Regions from separate parts of the Oryctolagus cuniculus genome. Here region 1 is linked to region 2. The links are chromatin contacts, called in public Micro-C maps. All regions are on one chromosome and are shown on one strand. Each heading gives the region's core, a stretch centred on a gene start, on an enhancer-like site or on the middle of the called end of the contact. The rest is flanking DNA. Distances are from core to core; before and after follow the strand shown.

Evidence for each region. A called contact is a pair of places that touch in the nucleus more often than the background predicts.
Region 1: a Micro-C map of ear pinna shows a contact between it and region 2, with 5 times the contacts expected there. The contact joins the promoter of PCF11 here to the enhancer-like site in region 2. A contact is called at or near these places in 2 of 6 Hi-C or Micro-C datasets (ear pinna and skin fibroblasts).

What each region holds. Positions count from the first base shown.
Region 1 is chr1:74,159,868-74,162,595 of mOryCun1.1, forward strand. PCF11 (PCF11 cleavage and polyadenylation factor subunit) reads left to right here and starts at 1,374. Exons shown (of 16, transcript XM_008263303.4): 1 at 1,374-1,878. The coding sequence starts at 1,687.
Region 2 is chr1:74,073,288-74,075,987 of mOryCun1.1, forward strand. All of the region lies in intron 1 of RAB30 (RAB30, member RAS oncogene family), which reads right to left. Among named protein-coding and RNA genes, the nearest start is that of RAB30, 64 kb to the right of the region's middle. Within about 2 kb of position 1,419, at least 3 of the 8 cell types and tissues checked have an H3K27ac peak or open chromatin away from gene starts, as enhancers often do. A contact at or near this core is called in ear pinna, where this site is marked.

The sequences.
Region 1 (2,728 bases), core at 124-2,623, 87 kb after region 2:
CTTTTTTCAAGAGCTATTTCTTGATTTCTTTGAAAGGCAGAGTTATCAAAGAGACAAAGAGATCTTCGCTGTTTCACTCCCCAAAGGGCCACAAAGCTTGGGGCTGTGCCAGGAGCCAGAAGCCTCTTCTGGGTCTCCCACGTGGGTAGCAGGAGCCCAAGGATTTTGCTTTTCCCAGGTGCATTAGCAGGGAGCTGGAGCACTAAGTGGGACCGCAGGGCCTCGAGCCTGTGCCCTCCGGTAAGGGATGCTGGCATCACAGGAGGCTTAACCTGCTGTGCCACAACGCCGGCCCCTCAAGCCATTTCCTTTGGGGGTACATGAAATTACCTCTGGAGCGCCTGCTGGCCACAGTAAAGCACATTTTAGGTAACTAGTACTTTTTAAAGCCTTTATTTACGCTATCCCTACACAACGAATTCGACAGAAGTACCTGAAAAATTTTTTTTTTTTTTGTATTTTAAGAGCATCCTTTCCCCGCCACGAAGCCTAGGCAAAGCAGCTTACAAAGTATACACATTGACGTGTTTTCCCTCCATGTGCCCCGAAGCTGTTCTGAAGTGCGGGCGATTCAGAGGGGAGCGCTTATGCTCGGGGCTGGGTGTGGCTGCTGCGAGAAACCCTTTCTGGGGATGAGCGGGCTCCCTAAAGAGCTGCTTCAAGCCCCCGGGGAAAAGCCCTTCGCACAGAACCTCTGCACAAGCGCGTTTTCTTAAGGACTCATCTCTCGCAAGTCAGCCTAGGTGCCCGTCTGCGTGGGAAGCGGCGCGCTGGAGCCGACTTTCTAGCGACCCGTCCCGCGGTGCCGGGTACACGCCGCACCTCCCTCCCCGTCTTCGTTCCCGGAGGCACAGCCAGCCTCGGTAGCGGGACCCGCCCAGGCTCTCGGGAGCACCTGAGATCTGGGAGAGGAGGGAAGGGCAGGCTCCGAGCGCCTCCGCTCCCAAAGCCCCCACCCACGGTCGCGGCCGTCAGCCGGGCGGGAGGGAGGATGATTGACGGAGCCGCTCAGTGGCTGGGGGACTGCAGAGGGAGGGACAAAAAGGGGACGATTGAGCTTCCGCCTTAAACTGGTTGGGTTGGGCCTCGGGGACAGCTTTCCCCAGGCCTATTGGCTTCCCAGAAGAGGTTGTTATGGAAACAAATGACCGAACAGTCCTTTATGAATCAGCCAATGAGAAGGGCCGTCTTTTCCACCGCACCTCTGAACCGTAGGTGTTGCGAAAGCCCGGGTTGGGGCCCGAGAAGAAGGAGGTGCCAGGACGTCCTGCGGAAGGGCCGAGGGCGGGGCTTGTGACGTTCCCCGACGAGCCAATCACGCAAGGTTTTTTCAACGGCCCCGCCCTTCTACCGCACATTTCCCCTCCCCTAGCTCATTTCGCACGACGCAGCGGTTGGGAACACAGACATTTTCGGAGCTGGAGCTGCCGCTGCCGCCGCCATTTTGTGTCTGGAGAAAGAAGCTTCTTTGGCGGCTGGAAGTGGACGCAGATCACCCGTGAGACGGCGGCGTTTCATTCCCGAGGTTCCCCCTGTGTCGTCCCCCAACCCCCCTCCGCGGTCAGCATGTGGTGAAGCCGGAGCCGCGAGAGACCCGGGGAGAGGAAGAGGAGTCGGAAGGGAGGCGGGGTGTCGAGTGCGGCTTCAGCTTCAGCTGCGGCGGACCTCGGAGGGGGGCCCGGCGCAATGTCAGAGCAGACGCCGGCCGAGGCCGGTGCTGCAGGGGCCCGGGAGGACGCCTGTCGGGATTATCAGTCATCGCTCGAAGACCTGACCTTCAATAGCAAACCGCACATCAATATGCTGACCATTCTAGCCGAGGAGAACCTGCCCTTCGCCAAGGAGATCGTCTCTCTCATCGAGGCCCAAACCGCCAAGGTTTTTATACACCCCGCAGCCTCCTATTCTTCTAATACTCCCTGATTTTAGTGTCAGCCTCATCCCAGGTCTCGCTTCCATCCGAAGGGGGACGGTGTTCCTCCTCTCCAACCCCCCCACCCCCCTTTCCAACTCAGGCTCGGTCTTTGGCCCGGGTTTCGAGCGTGGGCCTCTTGCGGGGAGGGAGCGGGGAGGATAAAGGGTGGAGCCCCACTTCCGCTCACCAACTCCCTATTTAGGCCACCGCATTGTATATCCGGACACACACACGCTTGACTAGAGCCCTTTGGGGTGGGGGAAGACTTAAAGGCAGTTTCTGGTTTGGGGGAAGAGTTAAAACAAGCCATTTTTTAAGTCCCTGGGAAGGTGGGGGAGTGGTTCTCGCATTTCTCCCCCCACCCCATACCCTTTTGGGTGATTGTGTTCTGTGGGTTGGAAGGAGGTGAAGGGGGACCTGGGAGCGAGCTGTTGAAGGGTGGGAAGAGGGAATTGGCCCCGAGTGGAGCAGCCGCCTGTTAGGAGCCCAACATGGCGCCTGAAAAGCACATGATGCGAAAGGGAAGAGAGAAGAATCCATTCCCTGCCAGCCAGGCAGCTGCTCACACCCGTCAGCCCCATTTTGGGGTGGGGGCGGCTAGATAAAACTTTATGCTCCTATTGGAGGGTGTAGTTTGCCCCAAAATACGGGAAACTGGGTTGAGGGTGGGGTTTGGGTGGGGGAGGAGATCTTATCCAACCTGTAGGTGGAGAACTGGCCCAGTGGGTAACAAGTACTTGCAGTTTCTCAGAAAAGTTCAGCCCCTCCTCCTCTTCCTTTTCTACTTCTCTCCCTTCCCTGATAGTGAAGGCG
Region 2 (2,700 bases), core at 169-2,668:
GTAGATCAAAAAAAGTAAATTCCGAGCACAGAGGAGTCACAATACAGAAGGAGCCTAGGTCCTTGAACTGTTAAAAGCAGCCTTGCATCACCAGGAACAACCATGTTGAACCCCTAGATGAACAAAAAATAAACTTTGTGTTAAGCTACTGAAATCTGGGGGCTTTTCAGGCAATTACTTGCCCTAATACCTCCTGATTCCAGGTAGTCCTGATGCCAGCTGGTTCTTTTCATGTTCATGTAAAATTCCTTGGTATCCTTCCTACAAATTCCTTCTTCACCCAAGTTACATTTGAGTTTCTTGCATTTATAACTTAAAGAGCTCTGACAACCACAGCCAGGAAGAATGAATATCAATCACATTAAGCAATGAAAATATGGGAGTAAGCAACATTCTCCAAGTGTTAGGGAACACCTAAAAATTTCTCAGAACAGAGCAATAATTTCAACAAACTGATGACAATATACAAAAGAATCTTTTTAGTTTCCAATAGCTTCTAGCTTTAAACTTATAAACCACTTACAGTAAGATACTCTCTTCTCCATTTTCATTTCATTCCCAGAAATGTGTATGAAGCTGCCATAGCCATGCCTTAGGCTGACTAACTACTAAGATATCTTCAGGAGTTCTCAACCATCCAGAATTCTAGAAAGTAAGACAAGGCTCATTTAGCACACATAGCCATCTCTGCTGACCTATCACTTATTAGGAAATGCATCAACATGTAGCTCCAGGAATTCAATTAATTATTCTGGAGTAAATAATGCTGGGTATGAGTAGACAAGTCTGACCAGAGTTTTCAGAGATAAATAGTCAAGAATCACCAAAGCTTCTGGTAGCAATTACAAGGCTATAAATGAGAAGGTTACAAAAATAAACAGGAGGATGACGCCACAAATGCCTCTTCGGGTAATGATCACGTTTGCCAGGAACTGGGGCCAGTGATGATAGAACAGGCATCCTGCTCAGTTTCCAGAACTGTTTCTCATGGAGCCAAATTTGGTCTATTAACAACAAGCACTGACATTCCACAGGCTTGTAATAAATCCGTGTTTTGCCCTGTACATTGAGTTATTTGACTCTCAGAACAACAGTATGAAGATGAAGTTGTCATCAGTCCTGCAACTACAGCTAAGAAAACAGGCTCAGACAGGTCAGGATTTGTGACTTGAGCCAAGACTTGAGCTCCAATCTACTGACTTCAGATCCTCTATCCATTTCACAGTAGCCCAAATTATGAAACAGCAGGGCAGAGAAACAGACTGACTGGAGGGGATTTTCCCCACTTTCATTGTTCATCAACTTATGTTGGAAGTTAGTTCAGGTCAAAGGCATGTGTGAGAACTTTCTGGGGGGTTAAAGGGCTTGGGATAGATGCCTGGCCTGCTTCCAAGGCCAGCTGGGAAAACAGTTCCTGAGAAGACACCATGCCTATAAGGGACCTTGGGAGCAAGAGGGAGGAGTCTGAGGCAGAGAATTAGTCATGCTAAGACTGCCAGAATCTCACAGTAGGCCTCTGAGAATGAGATGTCAAGGTCTCTCAGGGGCATAAAGACAGAATCTGTAGCACTAGAGTTATCCCTTGCTGGGGAGGGAGAGGGGATGAACTACATAAACCTAGCTGGTTTCAGTCCTCAGTCAGCAAATCTCCAAGATGATTTCTTTTTTGTTTTAAAGATTTGTTTATTTATATCAAAGGGAGAAACAGAGAGAGACAGATCTTCCATCCACTGGTTCACTCCCTAGATGGTCACAACAGCCTGGACAGGACCAGGCCAAAGTCAGGAGCCAGGAGCCAGAGCCTCCTCCAGGTCCCCCACATGGATGGCAGGGGCCCAAGGGCGTGGGCCATCTTCTGCTATCTTCCCAGGTGCATTAGCAGGGAGCTAAATTGGAAGTGGAGCAAGCCAGTACTTGAACCAGCACCCATATGGGATGCCAGCACTGCAGGAAGTGATTTAATCTGCTGTGCTACACTCCCAGATGATTGCCATGAGCTTTTTTTTTTTTTTTTTTTTTTGACAGGCAGAGAGGACAGTGAGAGAGAAAGAAACAGAGAGAAAGGTCTTCCTTTTTCTGTTGGTTCACCCCCACAATGGCCGCTGCGGCTGGCGTACTGCGCTGATCTGAAGCCAGGAGCCAGGTGCTTCTCCTGGTCTCCCATGTGGGTGCAGGGCCCAAGTGCTTGGGCCATCCTCCACTGCCTTCCCGGGCCACAGCAGAGAGCTGGACTGGAAGAGGAGCAACCAGGACAGAATCCAGCACCCCAACCAGTACTAGAACCTGGGATGCCGGTGCTGCAGGCGGAGGATTAGCCTATTGAGCCGCAGCACTGGCCCTCCATGAGCTACTTCTAAGAGACAGATTGCCAAGATCAACACTTCCACACTACCTAAGAGAAAAAAATATTAGTGTTTTGGTAAAAGCCATTTATCCCTGGGAACTGGTGTTCCTACCATCGTTACTTTCCTGGCTCCGCAGACAAAAGGGAAGCTCCTACTTTGGTACAGTTCCTCCAGAAGGATCCTGAAGGAGTATGTGGTAGAAGTGGCAAAAACCTTGATTTCAACAAACCTGGCCTTGAACAACTAGAACAACTTCTTCGTCTCTTATTATCTATGACCTTAAGTAGGTCATAACTGCTTTGAGTCTCTGAAGTTTCTATATATGTAAAGCAAGGATAAGGCCATCCACCTTATG